Linked DNA regions of Sus scrofa: region 2 is linked to region 1. The links are chromatin contacts, called in public HiChIP or PLAC-seq maps. All regions are on one chromosome and are shown on one strand. The core of a region is the stretch at or near the end of the contact, and the rest is flanking DNA. Distances in the headings are between cores, read along the strand shown.

Region 1 (5,446 bases), core at 61-2,560:
AAAAGAAAGAAAGAAAAAAGAAAGAATTTTCCAGAATCGGGCTTCTAATTATCTAGAAAGGATCAATCCTAATGAATGAATGAATGATAACGTATTATAACTATAGCCACTGATCTGGGAGGAAAGCACGCCAAATAGTTAGGACCAGAGCAATGATAAGAGTCTGGAGAGTAATAATGCCAATCGCATCAGATAATTTCCTCCATTTTTAAAGGAGAATGAAGTTATGAAAGATTGGAAGCCAGACAAGCACATTTTTGGCACATTGAGATGGTCTTGCATGAGACACGCTGACGGAGAGCCTGTTCTGGGCCACAGGCAGCGGGGACACAGGCGTAGCAGGTTTCAACACTGCACCAGAAGAAAGCATTCTTCATTGCTGAGATGAGACCCACTCAGAGGGAATGCAAACACTTGTTATCGCTGAGAACAAACTACGAGAAAAGATTCCAATTCAAGAAATCTTCTAGGTCGTTTCTCAATTTTTTTGTTACTCTTGCATCTCATGATGAACAGACATGCACAATAAGTGGCATTTACGGGCTGAACTGTCTCCTTTCTTCAGACTTATGTAATAGCCACATTGTGGTTTAGATTTAAAAAAAAAAACATTTTATATTTAGACGCTGCCAAATAAACTGGTATATGTAATCAATAAAACTCCAACTTTAACTGTGCAGACTAAAGACTGGAAACAGGCATAAGACAGAGGAAGAACTAATAGAACTAACACAAATAGGATTGTCTTATTTTACACCACAATCCATTAACCCACACATCCCACGCTGACTCAGACCAGATTCCAACAGCAAATACTCTCATTTAACTTTTTTAAAAAGGAAAAAAAAAAAAAAAAAAGAAACTCGGTCATTTAAAAATTGCACCAACTCTAAAGATTCTAAGAACTTCTTAACTCGCTGATTTGACAGAACAGCCAAGAAGCAGTTCAGAACGTCGGGTACCCCCCACCCCCACCGCAGCCACAAAATGAGAGCAGGAAAACACCCTCCGAGGAAGGAAAGAGCCATTTCCTCTCCGAAATGTCAATGGCTCTGAGACCGGCAACTCCAACCAACCAGCAGGAAGGCAACATCAAATATTATTTCAGACCAGGGGTGAGAAGGGGAGGGGAGGGGAAGCTTGAAACCAGGAAAAATGGATTCATCTGCTGCAAAAGATAAAGGCAGACGGCACCCCGAGGGAAAAGCAGGATGGCCTGGTTCTCAGCCCCACTCACTCGCCTGTCCTCGTCACCACCCTTAAATAAGCTGTCCCTGCAGCACAGGGCCTGACACTTGAGTGCCGAGAGCACGGGGAAACGCGCTGCTTAAACACAGGCCAGAAGGACTGAGCACGCCTGCCTCTGCAGGAAAGTGGGTATGAAATGATCCGTTCTACGAGGGTGGGAGGAAGGAATTTAGAGAGAAAGAATGAGTCATTTAGGATACCTTTCCTTTAAGGAGCAATAGCCGCCTGATTTCTTCAACACACACACACACGCATTACACACACGCACTGACAATGTACAAAGACAGCTGCTTTTCAACTGGACCGCCTAACAGTTACGAACACACATACACAACTGCCATCTAGAGGTTGAGCCCTGAACCAAAGTCTGTTACGTAAGAGGAGCGTTTTTGGAAAACACACGCCGACTTACGCTCACACCATCTCACAGACACACAGACAAGGGAGCACACGCCCCACATGTTAAACTGGAAGAGTGTTATTTTAACTTCACACTCGTATGAAGAGACATAAATTGGAAGGAGGGGCTTAAACCTTTTATCGCATACAGGAAATACAGATAAATAACACGTTAGGGGATACGCGGTGTGAAAATGGGTTCTTCCCCTAGCAGCCCCTTTGCACACAGACATTTAAGCACCTGCGCTCGCTCTCAGCTTAGGGACGACTCAGAAAATCAGGACACTCTAGGAGAGAGGTATGCCATCAAAATGCAACAAAGGGCCTCCAGGAAATACCCTCCAAAGCTGAGGTCCACCGTGAGAACAGTGAAGTCTCAGGTTTTAAGGCAGAGAGGACAACTTCAAAGGACAATCTCTTCCGACAGAGAACGCCATCAGGGAGGAATATGATAGCATATTCCATCTTCAAAAGAGTCCTGCAAGGTAGGCATGACTAGCCCCACCTTATAGATGTGGTTAAACTGCCTGCCCAGACGCACACAGCCAGCAATAGGCAGAGTCCAAGTGCAAACTTAAGCTGCTTCCATCTGTCACCTGCATCCTGCAGCCTTTCATAAAACATACTCAAAATAAGGGTGGTGACGCCTTAGAGGGTTGCGGTGGGTTTTTCAGCTCTTCCATCAATCTTTCCAGCCTCCAATATTCTTACCTTACCCAGCTTCCCATTTTCCTAGAGGTTTTTTTTTTTTTGTCCTACCCATACACAAATGCAGACTGTGTGTGTACCTGCCGATGTTTTAGTTTAAATAACAACTAACACGATTAAGCTCCTGTAGTCTCTCACAGAGTAATTCACCCAAGTCCCAAGGGAAAGAGCAAAATAATCTAACTCAAAAATTGCATTACCATAAACAAACAAAATTGAACAACCACATGCACACAGCACTGTAGTAAAAGCTGTATAAAATGATATTTTTCTCCCTCTGGGAGCAAATTACCTAAGACAGATATTCAGAATTGAACAGACTCATATAAAACATACCTAATTAAACAACCAGCCAACCATCACGAAGAAAAGCTCATACCCTGCGCAAACACACAGCACATGGTGGGAAGACGACAAGGACAGAACTGACAGAGGGTGCGACATGCCAGGCTGGGACTGGTCTGGAGGAAAGCTGTCTCTACCTATTCACGGAAAGCTTGCAAAAGGAGGACTCTGGATACGGTTTGCAGGAAAAAGCAGAGGATGACTTTGGAGAAGGAAAGGCTACGAGATTCGCTGCGCTTCACTACACTTGTGTCTTCTGTGTCAGTAAAGCCCAGAGCAGGTGGCTACGGTTAATAACGGAGGAAGGGAGGGGAGGCGAGAGGGATGAAAATGCACGCATTGCCGTCACGCCACCCATCTCTGTTAGAGCGGAGGCTGCGGCCCCTCTGTCGGTCACATCTTCCCCGCAGCACCCAGGTCCTCCAAGTCGGCTGTTACGCTCAACATCCGAGTATCAACACCTTCTGGCGCACGGATGTGTGGGCATGTGGGCCCATGCTACCATCAACGGCAAGATCCATGAAGGCAAGGACAAGGCTCATCTTGGTCCCCGTTACACCGTTGTCATCTCTCCTGAGTTGTCCTTTGCCCCCCACTCTGGAGAGGACCAAGGGCGACAATGGGTCCCTCAAGACTCCACAGAACGTCTTCCCACGTATGGGCGTCCATGGGGGTCAGCCTGTCATGGAAAATACGAAGCCTTCTAACTGCTGCCCTCCCCCAAGTATCAATACTACCCCTCGAGAGACTGTATTGATTCAGTGCATCAAAAAGAAGCTTTCTGTTTCTGTTATTTTCCATACGGCTTAGTGGTCCCCCCCGCCCCGACCCCCGCCCGGAAGATACCTGGGAAAAAATGCCACATACATCTGCGAGAAATTTCTTACAAATAAACAAAGGCAGAGATGCTGGGAAATGACCACCACCATGACGCTAGCGTAAACAAATACTTCCCTCCATCTGCTCATGAATTTCCCTAAGATGCTGTACCAGTGGAGTTAAGTATTCAAAGTGACCAGAGACAGATATTAGCAAGTATCACCTGCCACTACCATGGGGCTTCAGATGAAGCCCCATGTTTACCCAGGAATTTTATACTAAATTCTCTCCAACGGTTACACTTTAAAGGAAAAAATCATCAATCAATTCTAGCATAAAATATACACTTTCAAATGTTCGGTTTCATGGCAAGTTAACACAAAGGCACCAAAGAATACTTCTTTATTAAGGTATAAAAAAGGATGATTTTTTAAAAAGCTAATGAAAGTAAAGACTATTCAGAATAAGGACAGGTGTTCCCGTCGTGGCTCAGTGGTAACAAACCCAATTGGTATCCAGGAGGACGCAGGTTCCATCCCTGGCCTTGCTCAGTGGGTTAAGGATCCGGCTTTGCCATAACCTGTGGTGTAGGTCACAGACGTGGCTCGGGTCTGGCATTGATGTGGCTGTGGCATAGGCCAGCAGCTGCAGCTCCAATTCAACACCTAGTCTGGGAACTTCCATATGCAACCCTTTAACAAAAAAGAAAAAAAAAGAAAAAAAAATGAGAAGGATAGTTTCTGTGAAAGGGCTGCTTTGTGAAGGGGCTGCTTATCAACGGGATTCTTCAAGGAGGGTGTGTGTCCATCCGTCTAAAAGGCCACTAGAGGCCGTTTACTGCTGCTTCGATGAGAGAGGCCCTCTCTATTCAAAACTCTATCCGTTCGCTAGGGCGACCCGCCTTAACAAAGCACGAGCAACTGGGGAGCATTAGCCACAGGATCTATCGCCTCGCAGGTCTAGAGGCTAGACTTTGGAAACAAGGTGTCAGCAGGTGGGCTGCTTTGGATGCAAGCAAAGGAGACTCTCCCATGCCTTTCTCCTAGCTTCTGGTGGTCGGCTCGCAACCTTTGGCACTTCTTGGCGAGAAGACACATCACTGATCTCCGCCTTCGCATTCGCACGGTGCCTCCCTGTGCACATGTCTGCCTCTGTGTCCAAATTAGCCCTTTTTACAAGGACACCAGTCATACTGGACTAGGGCTACCCTGACAACCTCATTCTAACTTGAGGGCCTCTGCAAAGATCCAATCTCCAAATAATTTTCGTTTGCAGATACTGGAGATTAGAACCTCAACACAGGAGTTTGGGGAGTACACAACGCAACCCTGAACAGGTATCTTCTAGGAAAATAAGAAAATATTCTTCTTTGGAGCACGTTATGGCAACACCCACACAGTAGCTTAAAGCCATGTAATGTTCTAAATGCAGAGTTCCGGTTGTGGCTCATTGGTAATGAACCCGACTAGTATCCAGGAGGATGTGGGTTCAATCCCTGACCTCGCTCCGTGGGTTAAGGATCTGGCATTGCCGTGAGCTATGGTGTACGTTGCAGCCACAGCTTGGATCCTGCATTGCTGTGGCTGTGGCGTAGGCCGGCAGCTGTAACTCTGATTCGACCCCTAGCCTGGGAACTTCGGTATGCCATGGGTGTGGCCCTAAAAAGACCAAAATAATAATAATAATAATAAAATAAAATAAAATAAAAATAAATAAATAAAAATCTAACTGCTAGAATCCTGAAACTGAATTTAAAACTGAAAGGAGTTCCCGTCGTGGCACAGTGGTTAACGAATCTGACTAGGAACAATGAGGTTGTGGGTTCGGTCCCTGCCCTTGCTCAGTGGGTTAACGATCTGGCGTTGCCGTGAGCTGTGGTGTAGGTTGCAAACGCGGCTTGGATCCCGCGTTGCTGTGGCTCTGGCGT
Region 2 (5,312 bases), core at 2,380-4,879, 74 kb before region 1:
TAAAACTTCAAACCTGGTAAAGCGAAAGTCACAAAGAAAGCCTGCCTTTCCCCTGCTCTCTAGCGCTGGACTGTGTATCCTCTCTAACAAGGTCCCGAGTTTCCAGCTGCCCTCAGGTGGGACTACAGCACAAGAGCGGCCTGGGCTGAGGACAGGCCCCTCCTGGCTCCCCCTCCTGCTTCTGACTCATTTCAAAATGAGAATGCGCCCATTCGCATAACGCCTTTGGGGAGCAAATCTCACACCTGCAGCCAAACATAAAGCCGGGAACAGGACGCACAGACTCGAGATCTGCATTAAGGTGGCAAAGGGTAAGATGGGAAGAGGAGGGGTTCCTGCCCAGGCAGAGTCTCATTCTTTTTATTATTTCTTAATTTTAATTTAATTTAATTTTTTGTCTTTTTTGCCTTTTCTTGAGCTGCTCCCGTGGCATATGGAGGTTCCCAGGCTAGGGGTCGAATCAGAGCTGTAGCCACCAGCCTACGCCAGAGCCACAGCAACGCAGGATCCGAGCTGCATCTGCACCCTACACCACAGCTCACAGCAACGCCAGATCCTTAACCCACTGAGCGAGGCCAGGGATCGAACCCGCAACCTCATGGTTCCGAGTCGGATTCGTTAACCATTGCGCCACAACAGAACTCCTTGTTCTTTTTAACAAGAGAGGGAAAACCAATGACCATCGTTTTGCCGTCTCCGTGACTGACACAGGAGAGATCGCCTGCTCAGTAGAAAAGCTTCGGGAGCAACAAAGCAGACTTCCTTCCTCTCCGCTACCCAAACTCCCATCTCGGCCTTCGCTCCACTGCTGGGTAAGAATCTGACCAACCAGAGAAAACTCAGCATCACTGTATGTTGCTGACAATCCAGGAACAAATCTAGGGAAGGTTCCTGAGGGCAGAATCCACGGTCAAGAGGCCATTGCAGGACTGGCAAAAACAGCAGACTGGTTTTTGAATTGCGTACTTAGGGATTAACGCAACCAAGAACACAGAAGAGCCTCTCGGCAGAAAACCAAAACTCTAATAAAGGTGTGATGAGACGGAAGGGCATTCCAAGCCCTTGGAGGAGGTGAGTGAGGAGTCCACAGGTGTCCATGTTCCACAGGTGAGTCTGTACAGTTCGGTGCAATCCTACGTGAAAAATTGAAGTTTTTGAGACACGTCTCAAACTTACTTTATAGAGATGGGTAAAGGTCCATAAGCAGCTACGTCAACCCTTAAGGGGAATCAACAGAGGAAACCAATGACCAGATATTAAGACTCACCCCAAAGTCATCATATTAAAACTAGAGAGGTATGATCACAAGAACTGACAGACCAAGGGCATAAAGAACTCAGGGGCGGAGCTCACACATGCAAACCTAGCACACACTACAGCCGCTATCACAGGTCACAGAGGGGGAGAAATGGCCGTTTCCAAGATGTTATTGGGAAAACCGGCTTTCCACGTGGATAAAAATAAAGCTGAATCTTCATGAAACACCATATATGGTGGTAGGTATCAGATGGATTCGAAACCTACCTGTGAAAGACAAAAATCATGAAGCCAACCAAAGAAAATGTGGGTGCAGAGCTTTGTGCCATGGGTCAGACCAAGAGGCCTTCTTTAAAACACAGCTCGACGATCATAAACCAGCGGGGAAATGTTTTCGAAGATTAAAAAGGCTTTATGATCAAGGGAGGAAGAGGTCACATATACTATTGTCAGATGGCAACACGGAAACATCTATTTAAAATAGCTGCAACTAACAAGGAATGAATCCTAGAGCACAAGGAACTTTACAAATCGGCAATGAAGAAGAGGTAACAGGCAATAGCAAAATGGGCAAAGGACACAAAGAGGCAGAAAATAGAAGCGGACACCCAGTAAACAGGCCTATGAAGAGATATTTAAACTCACTGATTATCAGAGAACTACAAATCAAGACAAGGATGAGCTATCCTTTTCTACCTACTAGACTGGCAAAAAAAAAAAAAGAGAGAGAGTTGGATAATGGCCAGAGTTAGCAGGAAGGGGGAACTCTTCCCGTGGGGCTGGAGGCCCCGGAGAGACGGCTCTAGGTCACGACCTGAGCACCTTCCCTCCAACGAAGCGGACACTACTCTCCTCCAGGGTAAACCCCGACAATACCGCAGCGACATCTGCGCCCATGCCCCCTCTGTGAGAACCTCCAGGGAAACACAACAAGGACTACAACCATTTACACGACAGAAAACCCCAGGTAGGACAGAATAATGTAAATCAACGATAATCAAAGAATTAACAAAACAAAACAAAAACAAAAACAAAAACCCACACAGGTAGGAGTTCCTGTTGTGGATCACGGGTTAAGAATCCATGTCTGTGAGGATGTGGGGTCAATCCCTGGCCTTGCTCAGTGGGTTAAGGAGCTGGCATTGCCGTGAGCTGTGGGGTAGGTCGCAGATGTGGCTTGGATTCGGTGTGGCTGTGGCTGTGGTGTAGGCTGGAAGCTGCAGCTCCGATTCAGACCCCTAGCCTAGGAACTTCCATATGCTGCAGGTGCAGCCATGAACAAAATGAAACAAACAAACAAACAACAACAACAACAACAAAACACCCCACAAGTACATGAAAGACATGAATTGGCAAGAGTACACGTTAAAAGTACACAATAGAACGGTGGACTGCGGGAGGACAGGAATAGGAGTTGGGAAAAGAACTAAAAGAGAAGTGAGTGAGTGACTTAAGGAGGAGCCTGTGAGGATCCCGTGCCACAAGCCAGGGAGCAAGACTAATTCTCTCTCTCTGGACCCGAGATCCAAAGAGAAGAGAGAAGAAAGCAAAGGGGAGAAAAGTCTCTGCAAAGAAATGTGCATGCATTTATCTGCTGTCATCCCCTCCTTGGCAACTGGGCCATTTGGAAAACACCAGCAGCTGCCAGCCATTAATTATGGCCCTGCCTGACATCCCACAGGCACTGTATGCCCTGAGAGAAACTTCAAGATAAAAGCAACAAATTCAGAACTGTCCCCGAAGGAATTCCCTCCTGCTACCTGTCACTTCAAAATATGCTGGTTCTGTGGTGAAATGCTGGCATTTGAGTTCTCACCAAACCATTTTCCAGAAAGGAAAAGGCCCAACATTTGGAATCTGGCTCTTAAAAGGTAACAGCACAGCATCCCACGTTTAAATTCATATCCTATAGACTTCTTACCTTTAAGTGTTTCAATTGCCTCATACACAGCTGCAAAACCACCAGAGCCTGGGCAACAGCGCCACCTGTGGCGGAGGAGCGCCACTGCGTGGGGTGCGGTGAAACTCACGTCACCTCGGCAGGAATTGGAAAGGGAACGGGCTTGGCAGCAGAGGGGAAACGAAGCTAAGGCTCGTGTGATGTCAAAAGAAGTCCTAACCCTAACCCTAACCGGAGCACTTCTCTGGTGTAGCCAGCTTGGAAATCAGTGAACAGAGCAGTTTCTAGAACAAGAGCACCCTAGAAAAATAATTTTTCTAAACTACTCCTGGAAAAGTGACCGGTATGTTTAACCCATCTGTCCTCTCCCGCTTCCCATATGAAAAGGTGAGCAGCTGAAGAATCAGTAGAGACTCAAGGCAGCCAACTCTGTCCCCTGTGAATAACAATGGCAAGAGCCACATGCTGCACGCGCCTTGTTTCCACAAACGGAACCTTCTGTGTTGTTCTTTTCCTAGGGAGGTAGAATATCCCTGTGGTTAACAGCAGAGTTAAATTAGAGCCAGGCAGAACTCAGATTAAATCACATCTCCTGCATTGACCAATCTCAATTTCCTAATCTACAAAGTAGGTCAAAAGCACCTCGCAGAGCAGTGCAAAAGCATCAGAGGAGCTAATGTGCATAAAAACCCTGAAACACAGTGAGGAGCCGGTAAGCGCTATCCATGAACAGCTATTATTGTAAAATACACTCGCTGTTGACAATGCAAAGCATAGAGAAATATTTCAAGGTGAAGGTCGGTGTCTCCCAGCAATCTACCCCCTGTGCTGATTAAGACTTTGACGAGGAAGCGTCTCCAGGACTGTGCCTCTCAATGTCTCTAGACAAGGCAAGTCATTTATTTTTATCCACACATGGTTCCACCACCTGAGTTTTAAAAACGTAAGGGAACAATATACGGAGGGCACCGTTTTGGCAAATATACCAAGATCTCGCCTGTTCTTTTTAGAGGGTCCATAGTGCTCTCTGCTATTTGTCATCAGTGTCTTATTAACCATTTAGACTGTCTCCGATTCTTTGCTATCGTGACCGATGCGCCAATGAACTTCTTTACAGAAATGTCTTTGCATTCCCATCTATCCGTCAGGACAAACTGCTGGGTCAAAGGATATTTACTTTTGAAAGGCTTTTAATACATAGTCCCCAGATACTTAATACATATTACGATATGGTAAAACCAGCTGGCATGCCCACCAGCAGAAGCACGGTCATCTTTTAAATCTACCGGTATGTATCTCAAGGAGGGAGAAGCAGATTCATAACGTCAAAAGTTACAGGCAAGGAGTTCCCGTCGTGGCACAGTGGTTAACGAATCTGACTAGGAACCATGAGGTTTCAGGTTCGATCCCTGGCCTTGCTCAGTGGGTTAAGGATCCAGCATTGCCGTGAGCTGTGGTGTAGGTGGCAGACGCGGCTCGGATCAGCGTTGCTGTGGCTCTGGTGTAGGTCGGCAGCTACAGCTCCTATTAGACCTCTAGCCTGGGAACCTCCATATGCCGCGGGAGCGGCCCTAGAAAAGGCAAAAAAAAAGTTACAGGCAAGCTTCAGGTCTGGGCAGGGGGTCTCCTTCGATGTGTCCCTGCCCCTCCCAGTTCCTAGGTCCTTTATTATAGAAATGTGTCCCAGAGCAGGGCAGGGCGTGGGCCTCTGTCCTCTCTTGTCCTGGTGGGTCCCGTGATGTCCCTTCTGTAATTCCATCTCCTGAGTCCTCTCGAAACCCTCAGTCGAGGTGTGCTGTCTTGCCCCAGGTGGGCTGAAGCTAGGCCACTTTGATGCGCTCTTTCCTGGGACTCTCAGAGAAGTGAGGCAAGGACTGACAAACTGTTTAAAAGCTTTCTCATCCTGCTTCTATTATCCAGAAGGCCCTTCCCCACTGGTCCCCGGGTCTCCAGAACTGGTCTGATTTCAAGCCTTGGTTCTTCCACTCTTCCCACCTTACTGCGGGTGGCGCTGCAGAGTTCTCTGCCCTTTCATTATTATTACTATTGTTTATGCGATTGTTATTTTAGGTCAAGTTAGCCCCGTATCAGATGGGCTTTCCGAAACAGGCCCATCTGAACGGGGGAGGAAGGACTTGTTTCCTTGAATATTTAC

Evidence for each region. HiChIP or PLAC-seq counts read pairs in DNA pulled down with a chosen protein or histone mark.
Region 2: an H3K27ac HiChIP or PLAC-seq map of alveolar macrophages shows a contact between it and region 1. The contact joins two enhancer-like sites. A contact is called at or near these places in 6 of 47 Hi-C or Micro-C datasets (alveolar macrophages, blood, embryonic fibroblasts and 3 more) and 2 of 2 datasets of contacts at active chromatin or transcription factors (alveolar macrophages and skeletal muscle).

What each region holds. Positions count from the first base shown.
Region 1 is chr2:144,492,250-144,497,695 of Sscrofa11.1, reverse strand. All of the region lies in intron 10 of ARHGAP26 (rho GTPase-activating protein 26), which reads right to left. Among named protein-coding and RNA genes, the nearest start is that of ARHGAP26, 190 kb to the right of the region's middle. Within about 2 kb of position 1,310, at least 33 of the 83 cell types and tissues checked have an H3K27ac peak or open chromatin away from gene starts, as enhancers often do. A contact at or near this core is called in alveolar macrophages, skeletal muscle and subcutaneous adipose tissue, where this site is marked.
Region 2 is chr2:144,568,793-144,574,104 of Sscrofa11.1, reverse strand. All of the region lies in intron 12 of ARHGAP26 (rho GTPase-activating protein 26), which reads right to left. Among named protein-coding and RNA genes, the nearest start is that of ARHGAP26, 270 kb to the right of the region's middle. Within about 2 kb of position 3,629, at least 14 of the 83 cell types and tissues checked have an H3K27ac peak or open chromatin away from gene starts, as enhancers often do. A contact at or near this core is called in alveolar macrophages, skeletal muscle and subcutaneous adipose tissue, where this site is marked.